5 separate regions of the Mus musculus genome follow, and regions 1, 2, 3 and 4 are each linked to region 5. Evidence: chromatin contacts called from public promoter capture Hi-C data. All regions are on one chromosome and are shown on one strand. The core of a region is the stretch at or near the end of the contact, and the rest is flanking DNA. Distances in the headings are between cores, read along the strand shown. Region 1 holds the start of Zc3h12c (zinc finger CCCH type containing 12C). Region 2 has its middle 32 kb from the start of Fdx1. Region 3 holds the start of Cib2 (calcium and integrin binding family member 2). Region 4 holds the start of Acsbg1 (acyl-CoA synthetase bubblegum family member 1). Region 5 holds the start of 4930550C14Rik (RIKEN cDNA 4930550C14 gene).

Region 1 (3,097 bases), core at 490-2,989, 1.3 Mb after region 5:
GACTTGTGTTTGATCGAACATGAAAAGGACAAGGGCAGAAGTCCTGAAGAAAGAGAACTTTCTTGTCCTAGGTTTTCACAGATGGCCCCCTGTGTGTGAAAAGAGAAATTGACTTAGGTTGTTTCAGGTATTTTAGTTTTATATCTTTAAAGTCTGGGCTCTGCATAAATTAGTAGTTCTTAGTCTATACTGGAATTTCATTTGCATTTCAGTGAAAAGGGAGTGTGTATGTGGAACAGTGTGTACAGCTGTATGTGTCCATGTGCATGTGTGATGTACATACATGTGTATGTGTTGCTTCTAGACTACACACATGGGTAGTCTACATCACATAAGTAGATCAGCTGTAGATTTTTTTTCAGCAAGGAATAACTACAATGTCTTATGGTGTTGACATCTGGATTAAATGTTTTCATAATCCTAGCTCACTCAAGAAATAACCTATGCAGCACTCAAGCAAGTAGTCCGTAGGATTATATACGCAGTCATGTGGATCGTGGAAGTAAATCGAGGATACTTATTTAGTATACTTGAGATGTCCTTCAAAATTATCCCAGTATTTCTTGTTAATACTAACATATTCTAGACTTAAATTTGAGTATTACAACTTTGAAATTTTATGAAATACATTTTTAGCAAGTATGTTATAAAAGGTTTTGTTTTTACTTAATTAGATAGCTAACCAGTATCTATAATAAGAGAGTTTTACATTGCTATATTTCATAGCTCAGCTGGTCTGGTCTAATGATTTTAGGTTAAAGTTAGTTTTGTCTAAATGTACATTTTTATGTTACTTCTTTTCACAAACTTAGACCAAATTAGTATTTTATTTTACTATACTTCTAGAGAACTTTTAAAATTAATTCTATTTGTAAACTCATATGCCTTTGATTTTGCTATTTTCACCAGCTCTAAGTTTTATTATCTTGTAACACACTAACAGATACCTTTTTTTGTTGTCTTTTTTTTTTTTTTTTTTTTTTTTTTTTTTTTTTTTCCAAGACGGGCTTTCTTTGTGTAGCCCTGGCTGTCCTGGAACTCACTCTGTAGACCAGGCTGGCCTCGAACTCAGAAATCCGCCTGCCTCTGCCTCTCCAGTGCTGAGATTAAAGGTGTGCGCCACCACGGACCACCGGCCAGCTAACAAATACTTGAAAGTACAGATTTTCCACTGTAGCCAGAGAAATAGATTAACTATAACTTCTGCCTCATTTCACCAGTAACTGATCTATTATAAGAGATTGCTGCAATAGTTAACTGCTACTTTGACACACCTCATTTTCTTTCTCTCTCAAAGAAAGATGAAACACTAATAGACTAATATATAGCCTCAACTTTTTTGGAAACATGCAACTTTTCTACTTTAAAATATAATTGCTTTCATTGTTTTCGTGCATTAAAAACAGAGGCAAGGCTGAAGTCTGCCCAAGCCAGGTGTTTCTTGTTGGCAGCCTGCTCCCTAATGACTGCTCGCATAGAGAGCAGCTGCCTACTAGTCAGCTTTGTATGGCCTATTGTTGCTGCACACCCCTCATTTAATACACATGCTGCCCGGGGCAGACCCAAGAATGACATCAGCTTGCTTATCTTAGGAACCTATGAACCTGACGCAGGGTGCTGAGGTTGTCTTGCATCTGCCTGACTAACTAATTGTGAGCTTTCTGGCCTGTGATTGGCTGTTGCTCCACTCGGTAATAGGTTAAGCAAAGACATTGCCATTCCATCTGTTCAACCACTCATTGTTCTTCTTGCCTGCCTGGAAGTCTGCAGCTAAAATTGTTGTTACTGCTGGAGCTGCCACAGAAACCAATGTCTTTGTATTTTCCTGCTAACGTAAGTATCTATGCTACTTACTGCTTTTAGAAGTTAAACTTTGCTGTAAAGGCTATAATCTCAGCTCTGTGCAGGAGAAGAGGCACCACAAAAGAAAAGGAAAGTGTTGGTGCCAGTATGCTAAGAGAAACTGGTTCTTTCTGAGAATATATCTGTGAGGCAGAGTTTTATATTTGTATGTTTTTGCATACACTTACTTTTAGCTTGTGAATGCGTGTAAGCCTTGGGCATTAAGCAATCCTCGGGAGCTTAGGGCAAGTTATACCCAAGTTCTAATCTCCTGCTAAACAACAAATTTAGATTTTCTCTTGTCAAGTGCTTTTGTTTCTCACGGCATCCCTGTGAAATGCTGGTCAGGTTCAGTGGATTGTTTCTGTGGTGTGAAGAGTCTAGTTTGCAGAGATGGATTGAGACTGATCGCTGTTTCCAACAGCTGCTTTTAAAGGTGATGATTAAGCATTCGGGTGCTTTGTCAACAATGTCAGTATTGGTGTGGGATTTAGTTCCTTTCTCTTTCTTTTCCTCTTCTGTTAATTTCAGATATCAGGTTGAAGATGCCATCCCAGTTAGTTTCAAGAGTTCTGTAATGGGGAGCTGATAAGTAGACAAAGACTTTCATCTGTCAGTTGGGAGGGAACGAAAGAACATAAAGGGTTAAAGAGAGGTTTTCGTTTCTACCACATGCCCCATTGTGTGAACATATGCATAAGTCTATTGAAAGTTTTCAGAAGATAGGCAGGCCACCAGTTGCTGGTCTCCTGCAGTTCCAGTAGACATCTGTTGCCCCAGAACATTAACCAATCTGTTCAAAGGAACATCCTTCCTTTGTTAGCTAGAGGGGTGCAGACAACAGTGCTCACTCAAGTACAATGGTAATTAAATACGGGAAGACCATAGCAGTAGGTATTTATTACATATTCATTATTTTACTCTCATTGTTCTCTAGTATAACCATTTGGATAGCAACCAGAACCTACTTTCATGCATTGTGACTTTACAAACAAATAATTTGATGTAGCAAGTTTATGGCCTAATATTCCTGGTCACTATCGTGCTCTTTAGAATGATAAAAACAAGCTTTACCCAGGTTAAGGTGAGTTGTTATCCAAGTTGCCTATTGAGAACTAGCAAACAATCTTTTTACTAAATAGAGGAATTCCAGTAGATGCAATAAATTTCAGATCAGTGCCCTTCATGTCCTAAACCTGCATTTAGCCACTATAGTTATTTTTTTTTTGACAACTGAAAGAATAAGTCACTTTTC
Region 2 (3,114 bases), core at 214-2,713, 1.4 Mb after region 5:
GTAGTTATGAATATCAGACAGGGTTAGAATAGTTGGGATAACTTGTCTAATCAAGGTGGGCACCTTGTGAATTGAGAATTTATTGGTAAATAAATCTGACTTGTTAATTATAAGCTTCTAGAGGTTTGTTTCGACCAGGTTTCTGGGTGTTGTGATGGCTGACTGTGGGGTGGACAGTCGTTGCATGGGGCTGACGTGGCAGCAAATGGAACTCAGAACAACTCCGGAGATCTGGCCCCGCCAGAGAGTTGGCAGGCAGAGAGTAGCTGGATGGAGCACAGAAACTTGTTGGTTCTTTTTAATATTTCCTGCAACAGTCCCCCTCTGGTCCTAATTAGCATTTTTCTAGTATTGACTTCAACATTAATGTCTTTAATGAGCTAATAATATATTTACTGGGAATGTGATTATCATTTGTGAGTTGATTGGTTTTGAAAAACATAATTTTCTTTCTTGCTTGAATTATCTCATTCCTGCAGGTCAGGTTGCTGTATTTTACTTCTGTGCTGTTGGTTTTTTTTTTTTTCCTCATAAGTCTGGTGTTCCTTGTTTGTTCCTGTGAATGAATTGAAATTAAGCAGACAATTTGATAGAAATAGTTTTGTGGATTCTTCTCCAATTATTTAGCTCTGTTTTTCTCCTTAAATAGAATTATCAACAGAAATCCTATCCAAGTTGGTGGGACTTATATACTGTATGATGTCGCTAAAGGACTTCTAGTGGACACAAAAGTCATTTCAATGAAGGGCAGAGAATATAGCAACCAGGAAGGGCAGGGTAAGGACAGCATGTGTCAAAGTAGTCACATAGTTGCACAGACTGTAGTCTTAATTTCTAACAGCCTGCCATATATACCAAAATATGCCCCCCCCCATTATTCTTTTTCTTTGGGAAGAGACCTCTCACTGGCTAGCCAGCCAGCCCCAGGAATCTTTCTGTCTCCACCTCAGAGTGCTGAGACTACAGGTGTGTGCGCCACCCTTAGCTGTGTACACGGGTGCTGGAGATTGGAACTCACGTCCTCATGCTTTACAGCAAAAACTTTACTGCCTGGGGCACCTCCCCAGTCCTGTTATGCATCTTAGCAAGAGATACAGGAAAGATTTGAAGACGTCAAATGAAATGATAAAGATATAGAAATTATTGCACTTTGTACATGTGCAGAATCACCACACTGCACCCAATAAATGTGTACAATTGTCAACTGTCAATTAAGAAAGAGCAGCAGAGCAGGCAAGCGCCTGAGGCAGCTGTGGAGGAGGTGGAGAGGCAGGTTCAGCTTGTTTGACTGTTGTCTGAGCTTATCATAGAGATTTGGGAGTTTCTTCCTGTCTTCTAGTAGATCACAAGACCCTTGAAATAACCTCTGAGCTGACTGCTTGCTTTCTAAAAGGCAGTACCCTGGCTCTTATCCTGAGGGCAAAGTCTCATCTGCCACACTATGTTTACACAGGTCTTGGGAAAGGGGCCCAGATGTCCCAAGGCACAGAATCCAGCTCAGTAATGAGGCCACTGATAATTGCCCCACAGCCCATCACAGCATTGTTGACAGAATGCAGAGCCTGTCCGGGGTCCCCAGGGAAGGCCCAGAGCTCATTCCTGTGCCCTGGCCTGCAGCTCCTTCTGTGCTTGCTCACCCACCCATCTCTCCTGTCCACCCACTTTGAATTTTTTCAGGAAGTTCTCAAAGCTCCTTCTTTGCTGATACCACACTCTCTCCATGATTGGTATTATCATTTCGTTTTGTTTAAAAATATCTGTTGGGCCAGTGAGATGGCTCAGTGGGTAAAGGTGCTTGCCGCCAAGCCTGACCAGCTGAGTTTGAGTTGTCCTGTGATCTCCACATGTAGGTGGTGACACTGTGTGTAGGCATATATATGAATCTACACTTCCACGTACATTTACAACGTAAAGAAAATTACTCATCCAGACAATCCTTTTGAAGAAGTTAGTCTTCCATAAGTTATCAGCAAATTTCTGGATTTCATGCTTGATTATGTTTTACTCTGTTAATAATTATTAAAAAATAATGTTGATGGGTGGTAGTGGCACAAGGCTTTAATCAGAGCACTCAGGAGGCGGAGGCAGAGGCAGAGGCAGAGGCAGAGAGGCAGAGAGGCAGAGAGGCAGAGAGGCAGAGAGGCAGAGAGGCAGAGAGGCAGAGAGGCAGATGGATCTCTGAGTTCAAGGCCAGTATGCTACAGAGGGAGTTCTAGGACAGCCAGGGCTGTACAGAGAAACCCTATCTTGAAAAACTGAAAAACCAACCAACCAAACAAGCAAATGATAGGTAGATAGATTGATAGATAGACAGAAGAGAAAAGTTTAAAATAAAGAATTTAAAGTGACATTAAGATTACCTTATAGAATTATCTGTTTGTGGCTACTAGTGTGTTCTCTGCCCCTTTCCCCAAAATTAGGCGTGACACCCCAATTCTACAGCTAGGTATGAGTAGACACTTGCTGAGGCTCTGTCTTCTGTACAGTTCTCTAAGAAGTACCAATGAACTCTCAATCCCAAACACATAAATGGCATTTCTTCTCCTTTTCTCCTTGGTTCTTGGGGTTGAATCCAGTATTTTTCTATTACTAAACTTTGTCTCTGAGCCACACCCCAAGCCCTTATAATTTAGAGTCCTCTACTTGAGATCCCCATCTTTAAAAGAGTATTTAAAGAAGTACTTAAGACAAAAAGAATACAAAATGTCTGATTGCACAAAACAGAACCCTAACCACGAAATGAACCATGCACTCAGATGAGTAAAGCAAGATCAGATCTGGCTGAGGAGCTAGCTCAGCGGTAGCCTGCATGTGGGAAAGCTTAGGTTCAATTCCTAGTTAAAAAACAATCAGGGCTCTGTCACTCATGAACCTTGAACAAATATTTACAGTTTCTAAACCTCAGTTTTCTGAGCCTTAAAATGACCATAATCATAGTACTCAGCATACAGGACAAATTTTGATTATTTAAAATTATTCTTTAACACTGACCCAATCATGTAGAAAGGGCCTTGTTACAGGTCAACATTCATTATTGACATCTGTACATAATTACAGAACAGGGGCTCTAGAGACAGTTCAGCAGCTAAAAACACTGGCTGCTCTCCCAGAAGA
Region 3 (2,894 bases), core at 156-2,655, 1.2 Mb before region 5:
AATAAATAAATCTTAAAAAAAAAAGAGGGCTGGAGTGATGGCTCAGCAGTTAAGAGCACTGACTACTCTTCCAGAGGTTCTGAGTTCAATTCCTAGAAACCACATGGTGTCTCACAACCATCTGTAATGGGATCTGATGCCCTCTTCTGGTGTGTCTGAAGAGAGCAATGGTGTACTCATTAAAAAAAAAAAAAAAAAAAAAAGAGTAGAACAACACGGCCCCAAAGTGATGTAAGCCAGGCAAAACTGGACAATACTGGTATGTCGCTTTTGTTTGTTTTTTTTTTTGGTGGTGCTAGGGACTGAACCCAGGGCCTCATGAATGTTAGGCTAGCTCTCTGCCACTACACTATTTCTCAGCTAAATTGCTTTTAGTTACTATATTCTGTTTTCTGAGATATAGTCTCATGTACTACAAGTTGGCCTGAATCAGCTAAGGATAACCCTGAACTTCTGATCTTCCTGCCTCTGTCTCGAGGGCTGGGATTACAGGAGACCATACTCATGTAGCTAATCTCAGTTTTGGCAGCCCATGATGGACTTGCCTCCCAGCGGAGCCACCAGGAGCCTTTGACTCAGGTTTCATGCAGCCCAGCTGTCCCAAGAATAGACAGTAAGGACAACTCCATTGCTAGTAGCCTTCCTTGTGGGCCACTGATAGGTCCCAGAGTTGCCAGGACTCCTGAACTTCCGTGTGTCTGGAGGGCTTTTCCTAGCGGTCACCTTGATGGGGCGGCTGAAGATAGCCAATCGTTTAGGAGGGTATTGGTTAACCTCCTCTACCCTGCCTGCATTATTAAATTTCGTGAAGGCCTCACTTAGCAGAGTGGATGTAGGGAGTGATCTAGTTACTTTCCTTAAGGTCTTGAACCAACTGAGTAGTGTAACCTATTGTTACCAGAGCCCATTCCTCTGCTGAGGTAGAGTTTGCTTCGTCTGTTTCCTTTTTTAAAAAGTTATTTTATGATTTGAGTGTTTGACTGCGTGTATGTCGGCTTTTTGAGGATGGACCTGACTTGGGTAATCCCGCAAGCTCAACAACACACCTATTCTCAGTCTAGGATCAGAGGCCGGAGGATTGTGCCTGTTCTACCACACTAATCCATGGGATTTTCAGGCTCACAATCGCCAGGACCGACCCGGGGTGCCAGTCAGTGTGCTGGTTGGAACGGGAGGCGCACTCAGTGTCCAGTAGTCAGGCGGCCCTATGAGGCCACCGCTTGGCCACCTCAGTGTGCTGCAGCAGCATAGACTGAGCAGGCCTCTGTCTCCAGGGAGAAGTCACCTCTCGGGCCCCGCCTCCTTCCACCAGGCTGCGCCTCCGCCCCAATCCGGCCCCCGCCCCCGCCTAGGCCCGCCCCGCCCCCGGCCCCGCCTTTGCCTCCCAGCCCCTGCACCCCTCCCACTGAACTGCGGGACCCAGCGGAGCGGGCCAGGCTAGGCTGGCGACGCTGCCCGCTCCCGGGCTGGCAAGGGCCGCGGGCACCGGGCTCGGGGCTCCAGACGCCGCCGATGGGAAGCAGCACTCGAAAGGGCGAGAGACGACGCCGCGGCCACCCATACCATCGCGGTCACCATGGGGAACAAGCAGACCATCTTCACTGAAGAGCAGCTGGACAACTACCAGGTGAAGCCGGCGCGCCGCGGCCCCTGTAGTCCTCCTTTTTGTCCTTTTCCCAGGCCTCGCAAAAGCGGACTCACAGAGGTTCAAACCCTGCCGCTACCTTCAGCGCGCAGCGTCGCCTTAGGTGGATGACTTCCCCTTGACGAGCCTCAGTTTCCCAGGCCCGGGAATGTTAGAACATTCCAGTTAGAGTATTCTGTCAGATGCGCCTCACCCACCCCGTCTTCTCTTCCTTATTGACCTTCTTTCTGCCCTCCCAAGCTAGACCCCAGTCATTTCTTCCAGCCCACTGGGCATGACCCTCATCCCAGAAAGGGCTTGGTGTAGGGGGAGGACAAGAGGCCCCAAATGCAGGTTACAGGTTGGGGTGTGTTGTTTATATAACTACGTACCCACATCTCTTAACCTATTTTGTGATCCTAGTAGCCCTTTCACCCCGGATTCTTCCAAGTTCAGAGCTAGCTGTCCATATCAATGATCTCACAGCCCCCAGCCATGTGAAAACTTTTCTGTAGGTATGCGAGGGAACCTTATCTCCGGGCTGGCCCAGAGTCTTGCTCAGTTGCTTTAGCTCACCATGTAATGTCTCCGGACTTTCAGGGAACAACAGCTGTGGAGTCTTCTTTTTATCGCCTAATAGGTTAGGAGTGTTATGTCATATGTATTCCTATCTTAGATGTGTGCAACTTTTGTGAATATTCAGTTAGCGTGGAGCGGTTACCTCCAGTGTGACCCAAGTGATAGGATATGTATTGAGAAGAGCTCTAGTGGACAGGGGAGGTCAATAGCTCTTGGTTTGACTAGAAGGTTCAGAAAGAGTGCAGAGCTTGCATGAGGACTTGGGAAGTCAGGATTTTTTTTTCTGCCAGAAAGTTCTGGAAGGAGGCGTTTTAAGTGGAGGTAGATGCAGGCAAAATAGCCCAAACCCAGGAGAGAAGAGTGGTCTGGGGAGAGTGGGGAGCCTGCATCCCCATTAGGACCAGCCCGGCATTGGGTCAGACCCAGTCCAGTGTTGAGTTCTGATCCTTTGCCAGGGCCCAGCTAGACCCTGCCAGGGGAAGGAGAGCCATGAAACACGAGAGCCCCACATCTCCTTTCCTCTGGCTCTCTAGCATGCCCAACCCGGGCCGCATGGGGGCCCCAGGGTTACATTCCCTTTTCCAAGTAACTCTGGGCTTCCTGGAACTTCGCAGTCTGGTGGTCTTCCCTCCCTGAGGCCAGATGCCCGGTTTCCTGCTCGCCAGATGCCCCTGCAAGATGCCCAAAGTTT
Region 4 (2,841 bases), core at 248-2,747, 1.3 Mb before region 5:
TTGCAGGAACCCCATAGAACCTTATGAATTCAGATCCACAGCCATTTTTCTTTTTCCTTCTCCTGGTCTGTTTTTCAGATGCCAGGCAAAAACCTAAATATGCTTGCTTCACCACTCACTGTTTCTCTGACCCTCATACTTAACTTACACTTGACTTTCCATCTCCCTCCTCTGGCAGATGTCAGGATACACACACAGACACACAGACACACAGACACACAGACACACACACACACACACACACACACACATATATATATATATATATATACACATACACATATACATATTTATATATATACATATATGTATATAATATTATATATATTTTTTAACCTTACCTGCCATGTTGTTTTTCTCCCAAATTATAATAAAATTGTTCTCAGGCTTCCTTTTGTGTCTATTTAAATTCTTTATTAACAAGACCATTGACCCAAAAAGGGAACCTTGATTTCTCCCAATGACAATAAGAATCTCTGCCAAAATTTGCACTAAGTTTTGTCTCCCCCAAATGATGCTCCTCCCAGAGCATCAGAGAGTAGCCTTATTTGGAAATGGGGTTTATGCAGGTGTAATCAGCTAAGATAAATTCATACAGGATTGCTATGGACCTTAGTCTGATGCTTGATGGCCTTCTAAGGAAACAGAGATGTAGACAGAGGGGAAGCCAACCATGGAAGAGTAGGGGGGACACGGACACTGCATGTAAAAGCCAAGTTGGACAAGCAGGGGCACTGACCTGAAGAAACTAGGGCAGAGGCCAGCAGTCTTCCATGATCCTTTCACACCTGGATTTCAGGCCTCTGGCCTCCAGAAGGATGAGAGAATGCATTTTTGTTCCTCTAAGCCATCTGGATTATAGTTGTTTTACTTTGTTTTAATTATGGAAGTCACAGGAATGAATATATAGTTCACCTTAGAGGATCTCTCTGGTATTCAGAGAAAAGCGCCTGCCCTGTGCATTTCCTGCCTCTCTGTTCATGGCTGCCTGCCAACTAGGCTTTCCTCCTTAAACTAAAGGGGCAAACCCTTGCTTCTGTCTAGGTGTCCCCAAATGGCCCCATTTTGGGGTTCTCTCTCATGCCTGTTTAGTGTAGATGCTTCTATGAGCTATACAGTAGTCCTCTTTATTGGAAATTCCACTTTCTTGTCCTCACAATACTGGGCTCTTTGTGGGCAGGGGCTGTGGCTCTCCTGTTGTGTCCAGTACAGGATCTAGAGCCAGGGACTGGGGCAAACCTTCCTGGGTTGCATTCATCTGTTCATGTTGAGGCTACACACGCTGAAGCTGGACTTTGGGGCCAGCAGCCATCTCAGGCTCAGTCTGGATTTGTGTTGGGAACCCCCTTTGCTCCAAAGTGTCCCTTTAAAGACAGTAAAGAGGTTTTCTGAGGGCCTAGAAGTCCTAAGCCCATTGGCTAGACCTTCTGGGAGAACTGGGGGCCAATTTGCATAAAAATGAAGGCTGGCTTCATTGAAATTCTCCTCATCTTGAATGCAGCGGAAAAACCAGGAAGAAAAGGAAAGTTTTAGTCCTGAGCAATTTACTGCCTAGGAACATTCTGAGCTTCTGAAAACAGAGAGGAAATGGGGCCCTCCGGGTCACTTCAGGCACCGCCCACCTCAGCCCCATGCCCGCCCCCCGCTGCCCCCTCAAGGCCAGCCTCTCACTGTGGGAGACCGCACTGTCTTCGGTGAATGCACACAGCAGATGCCACGCGGTTCTGAAGCAGGATACTGCTGTCTGTCCAGGGACTCCAACATGCCTGACAGCAGAGATGATCAGCAGCAGGGGGCCAGCTTGGGGACCTCCCAAGACAACTCGCAAACCAGGTGGGTTCAGTGCTCCAAGGTCAGCACGTGGGGCTTGGGGCTCCATATCACGATGTGATGCTGGAGGACCTGAAGCAAGCTGCCCCTCTTTCTGAGTCTCGGTTTCTTCGCCAGATCTCTGTGAAGGAAAAAGAGCAGGGCAGGGACATTTATCCTTCGGAGTGTGATTCAGTGTGTCTGTTCCTCTGTTGGCCGTTAGAGATTCAACTGAGGTACAAGTCACATTGGTATTAAGAAAGACTTTTTTTTCAGTCAGCAAGCACGTTCCTTTGTCTCCCCATGGTTGGAGGTGACCTGGTATATGGTAGGAGCGGGCAGGCAATGACCGAAAAGTTCGAGGGAGCACCCATGGTTTCCATTCCAGCCTGCTATGACCTTGGAAAGTCTCTGGCCCTCTCTGTCCGTACCTGAACAGAGATTGAGGTTATCTCTGATATGGAGGAACTGCATTTGTGTCCCATAAGAGAGCAAGAACAGAAGAGTGGAAGATAGGGCTCAGAGAGAGCAGTGTGCTAAACAGCTGGGCTGTCTACAGGGTAGGTCAAGGACAAGGAATCTGCAAGGTTTGAAAACGCTCAAGAACATGACCACTGTCCTTGTAAGGACTATGTGGGAAGAGGTGTGACAGATGAGAAGACATGTTAATGTGCCCCATTAGGTCCCCTGGACAAACTCATCAGGAGAGTGGGCTGCTGTTTACCTAGAAACAGTATCCCTTCCCCCTGTATGGATGGCAAGTGTAGGGGAGCAACTGTGGCCCTGAACAATTCTATGCTCTTGGCATAGGAAGGCCTGGGCCCTGGAGGTTCTGGGTCTATTCTGGGTAGCATCACTCATGATGTCATGAGGTCAGTGAGCAGGGGCCATCCCGACATCCCAGGTGATATTTCCAGATGTCTGGAAAGTTCAGCTCTCAAAAATGAAGAATAGCGTCTGCTGGTTTTCAAAGTCCCTTGTTCCACTTAGTGAGGGCTGGTGAGTTTGTCCAGAGAACCTAATAGGGCACGC
Region 5 (2,723 bases), core at 214-2,713:
ATAATTGAACCTACATGGTGGGAAGAGGAAGGGCCGGAGCTGTAGCTCAGGGAAAGAGTGTTTGCCTGACACTTCCAGAAGAATCGCAAAACAACAGCAATAACAATAACGATAAGGAAGAGACTAGGGGTTAACCTTGCCCAGCTTCTCTCAAGTTCTGAGGCTATAAGACTGGCCCTAAGAGTATTTGCATTGTGAAAACTATCAAATGTTTTAAATCGGTATTTATGACTTTTTCTAGTTGACTTAAGATTTAAGGATCTATGGCGATGTGTTAATGATGCAAATTAAAGGTGTAGCGTGTGCATTGCCATTCTGTCGTGACTAGCACAGCAACGCAGAAACGATCCCGAGGAACAAAGGCACTTCGTGAAAGGAGAAAGAAGACCAAAAAGCCTTGGCACGTTCAACTATACTAAATGTTGCTAGTGTACTAAATGGCAGGTCAGGTAAATGTGCATGAGTACAGTCAAAAATGAGAGAGAGAGACCTAACTGCTGATTACCAGCAGTGGAGCCGCAGAGCAAAAGACCGAGGTTGTTGAGGAATTGACAAAGTAGGCTCTGGGCTGTTATGTGGAAGCAGGGACACAGTAGCCAGAAGATGAGGCTGGACTCAAGAGGGCTTGTCTTTTTTAAATATGAGGCACTAAAACGTGAAAATATTGTTAGAGAAGGAGAGATGAAAGGCGCAGGAGAGGGTAAAGGAAACTTATGATTCAGAGCAGAACCGTTTGCTATGAGGCTTCAAACCACGTGGGAAATACTTCAATTCTAAGACCCAAGGAGCACAAGGAAACCATTGCTTAAGTCAGGACTTTACTACACCCAGGTGCGAACTGCCAATTAGGAGAGGACTACCAGCCAGTCTCAAACCAATAGCCCTGTGCTGGGATTCAGAGGGAGCCCTGCAAGTGGACACCCTTGTCCTGTGGTTTCCTCCAACTCCAAACCCGTATTCCCGTTCTCTTTACTAAATTTTATTTTTTTCAGCAAATGTGTCTTCACGATTTTGCTATTCCTCTTTACCTATACATCTTGATACTGAGGGACAAGACAGAAATCCTAAGCATGTACCCTTTAGAATGCTCCCTCCATCTCTAAATATTTTAGGGAGAAAAATCTAAAACCACATACTGCATTTAACAGGGTGGAGGAAACCCAATGCGAGAGGTGGGTTAGCAATATCCCCGAAGCTGCAGCTCCTGAGTTAGGGCGAGGCTGGAGTGGGGGTTGGTGAGGTAGAGGAAAGCTTTTCCATCACAGCAGAGCAACTGTGCCAGGAGAGGGGTTTGGGGAACAGAGCATGGAGAAGGATGGTAGCATACTAAGATCGTGAGTATTTAGCGTCTTTCAGCAGGCCAAGATCAAACCAGACACCAGAGCAGAAAGGAGCTGGGGAGGGAACATGTCCCTTGACTTGCCAATCTCTGTCGCTCTCCGCTGTTTCCTTGGTAACGACTTAGTCAGTCGGAAATGACTTAATAGCTCCTTCCCTAGCAACCTTCTTAGGCCCCGCCCCCAACCCTGACCATTCTCACTTTGATGTTTGTTCTGGTAGAAATCTCGCTCTCTTCCAGTCTCAGTGCCATAGAGGCAGAGGACTTGAGAAAGGAACTCAGAGAGATCTCGGGCATGTGACGGGCCTTGCTGAAGGCCTAAGTAACATGAGGTCTCAGACTAACGCTATTTCTAAATTTAAGCTCCTTAGCCTGACACGGGTTTTAAATAGAGGACTTCACAGAACCCGAAAGCACACTGCATATTTAATGCATGCTTTATTGACTTGAATGTTGAATATCCTGCACGCCGACATTACCTCAATGTCAGAGTGTAACAATGTAAAATGAAGAGTATTCAGACCTGCCCAGTTCTATGTTCTTGCATGGAACATAATTTGTGAGGAAGATGAACTTCTAGGAAAATATTTTCCTTACATACTAAATGCATTTTTACGGGGGGTGGGGGCGGAATCTCTGTAGGAAATTCGGTGACAAAGTGAATGTCAAGACCTTCAAAATTATCACAGTTTCCATAAACAGGGCCTTGGGCTTTGGTTCTCCTTCAAGACACTGTGGCCATGCGTAGAGAGAATACTTGTGTGTTGTATGGATGCATCACCTGTCAATTAAAAAGTCTGTGGCCTATGGCTTAGGCAGGAAATGGGAGGTGGAACATCCAGGAGGCAGAAAGGATTCTGGGATAGAGTCCCAAGGGAGAATAGCCCGGGAAGATGTGAGGAGACCGACTCATGGTGCCTGAGCATTGATAGCCAGCCATGTGGCAAAATGTAGGTTAAAATAATGGGTTTATGTCGATTATGTAAGTTATGATCTAGTCAGAGAAAACCCTGGCTTTATGGCCAAGGTATTTGTAAATATATTTTGAGTCTAAGTCTTATTCCTGGGAGCATGAAGCTGGGAGTCAGAACCAGCCACGTGTTAGCACACAGATAGGAGTAAATTTTTTTTTTTTCGAGACAGGGTTTCTCTGTGTAGTTTTGGCTGCCCTGGAACTCACTTTGTAAAAAAAAAAAAAAAAAAAAAAAAAAAAAAAAAAAAGGATTAATTTTCTTGTTTTTGTTTAAATTTTTTTTCCATAAGGGTTTTTTTTTTTTTTTTCCAAGGCAGGGTTTCTCCATGTAGTCCTGGCTGTCTTGGAACTGCAAGGGGAATTGGGGGCAGGGCACAGACCCTCTCCAGCGTTGCAGACTGGGTGTTTTAG

What was found. Promoter capture Hi-C pulls out the DNA fragments that hold promoters and counts their contacts. Capture Hi-C pulls out chosen DNA fragments and counts their contacts.
Region 1: a contact with region 5 is called in a promoter capture Hi-C map of adipose tissue, with 5 times the contacts expected there. The contact joins the promoter of Zc3h12c here to the promoter of 4930550C14Rik in region 5. A contact is called at or near these places in 10 of 39 promoter capture datasets (the 3T3-L1 cell line, HPC-7-derived erythroid cells, cranial neural crest and 7 more), 2 of 115 datasets of contacts at active chromatin or transcription factors (SST interneurons and astrocytes) and 1 of 9 other capture datasets (adipose tissue).
Region 2: a promoter capture Hi-C map of liver shows a contact between it and region 5, with 2.1 times the contacts expected there. The contact joins the enhancer-like site here to the promoter of 4930550C14Rik in region 5. A contact is called at or near these places in 7 of 39 promoter capture datasets (the 3T3-L1 cell line, the C10 cell line, cranial neural crest and 3 more).
Region 3: a promoter capture Hi-C map of stem cell-derived epiblast-like cells shows a contact between it and region 5, with 2.7 times the contacts expected there. The contact joins the promoter of Cib2 here to the promoter of 4930550C14Rik in region 5. A contact is called at or near these places in 3 of 39 promoter capture datasets (liver and stem cell-derived epiblast-like cells).
Region 4: a contact with region 5 is called in a promoter capture Hi-C map of liver, with 1.9 times the contacts expected there. The contact joins the promoter of Acsbg1 here to the promoter of 4930550C14Rik in region 5. A contact is called at or near these places in 3 of 39 promoter capture datasets (cranial neural crest, hippocampal neurons and liver).

What each region holds. Positions count from the first base shown.
Region 1 is chr9:52,148,005-52,151,101 of GRCm38.p6, reverse strand. It overlaps Zc3h12c (zinc finger CCCH type containing 12C), which reads left to right and starts at 1,739. Exons shown (of 6, transcript NM_001368810.1): 1 at 1,739-1,833. The coding sequence starts at 1,810.
Region 2 is chr9:51,993,785-51,996,898 of GRCm38.p6, reverse strand. No RefSeq gene overlaps it. Among named protein-coding and RNA genes, the nearest start is that of Fdx1, 32 kb to the right of the region's middle. Within about 2 kb of position 1,463, at least 29 of the 459 cell types and tissues checked have an H3K27ac peak or open chromatin away from gene starts, as enhancers often do. A contact at or near this core is called in liver, where this site is marked.
Region 3 is chr9:54,558,701-54,561,594 of GRCm38.p6, reverse strand. Cib2 (calcium and integrin binding family member 2) reads left to right here and starts at 1,405. Exons shown (of 6, transcript NM_019686.6): 1 at 1,405-1,627. The coding sequence starts at 1,577.
Region 4 is chr9:54,660,541-54,663,381 of GRCm38.p6, reverse strand. Acsbg1 (acyl-CoA synthetase bubblegum family member 1) reads left to right here and starts at 1,497. Exons shown (of 14, transcript NM_053178.2): 1 at 1,497-1,833. The coding sequence starts at 1,712.
Region 5 is chr9:53,404,026-53,406,748 of GRCm38.p6, reverse strand. 4930550C14Rik (RIKEN cDNA 4930550C14 gene) reads right to left here and starts at 1,463. Exons shown (of 9, transcript NM_001376944.1): 1 at 1,137-1,463.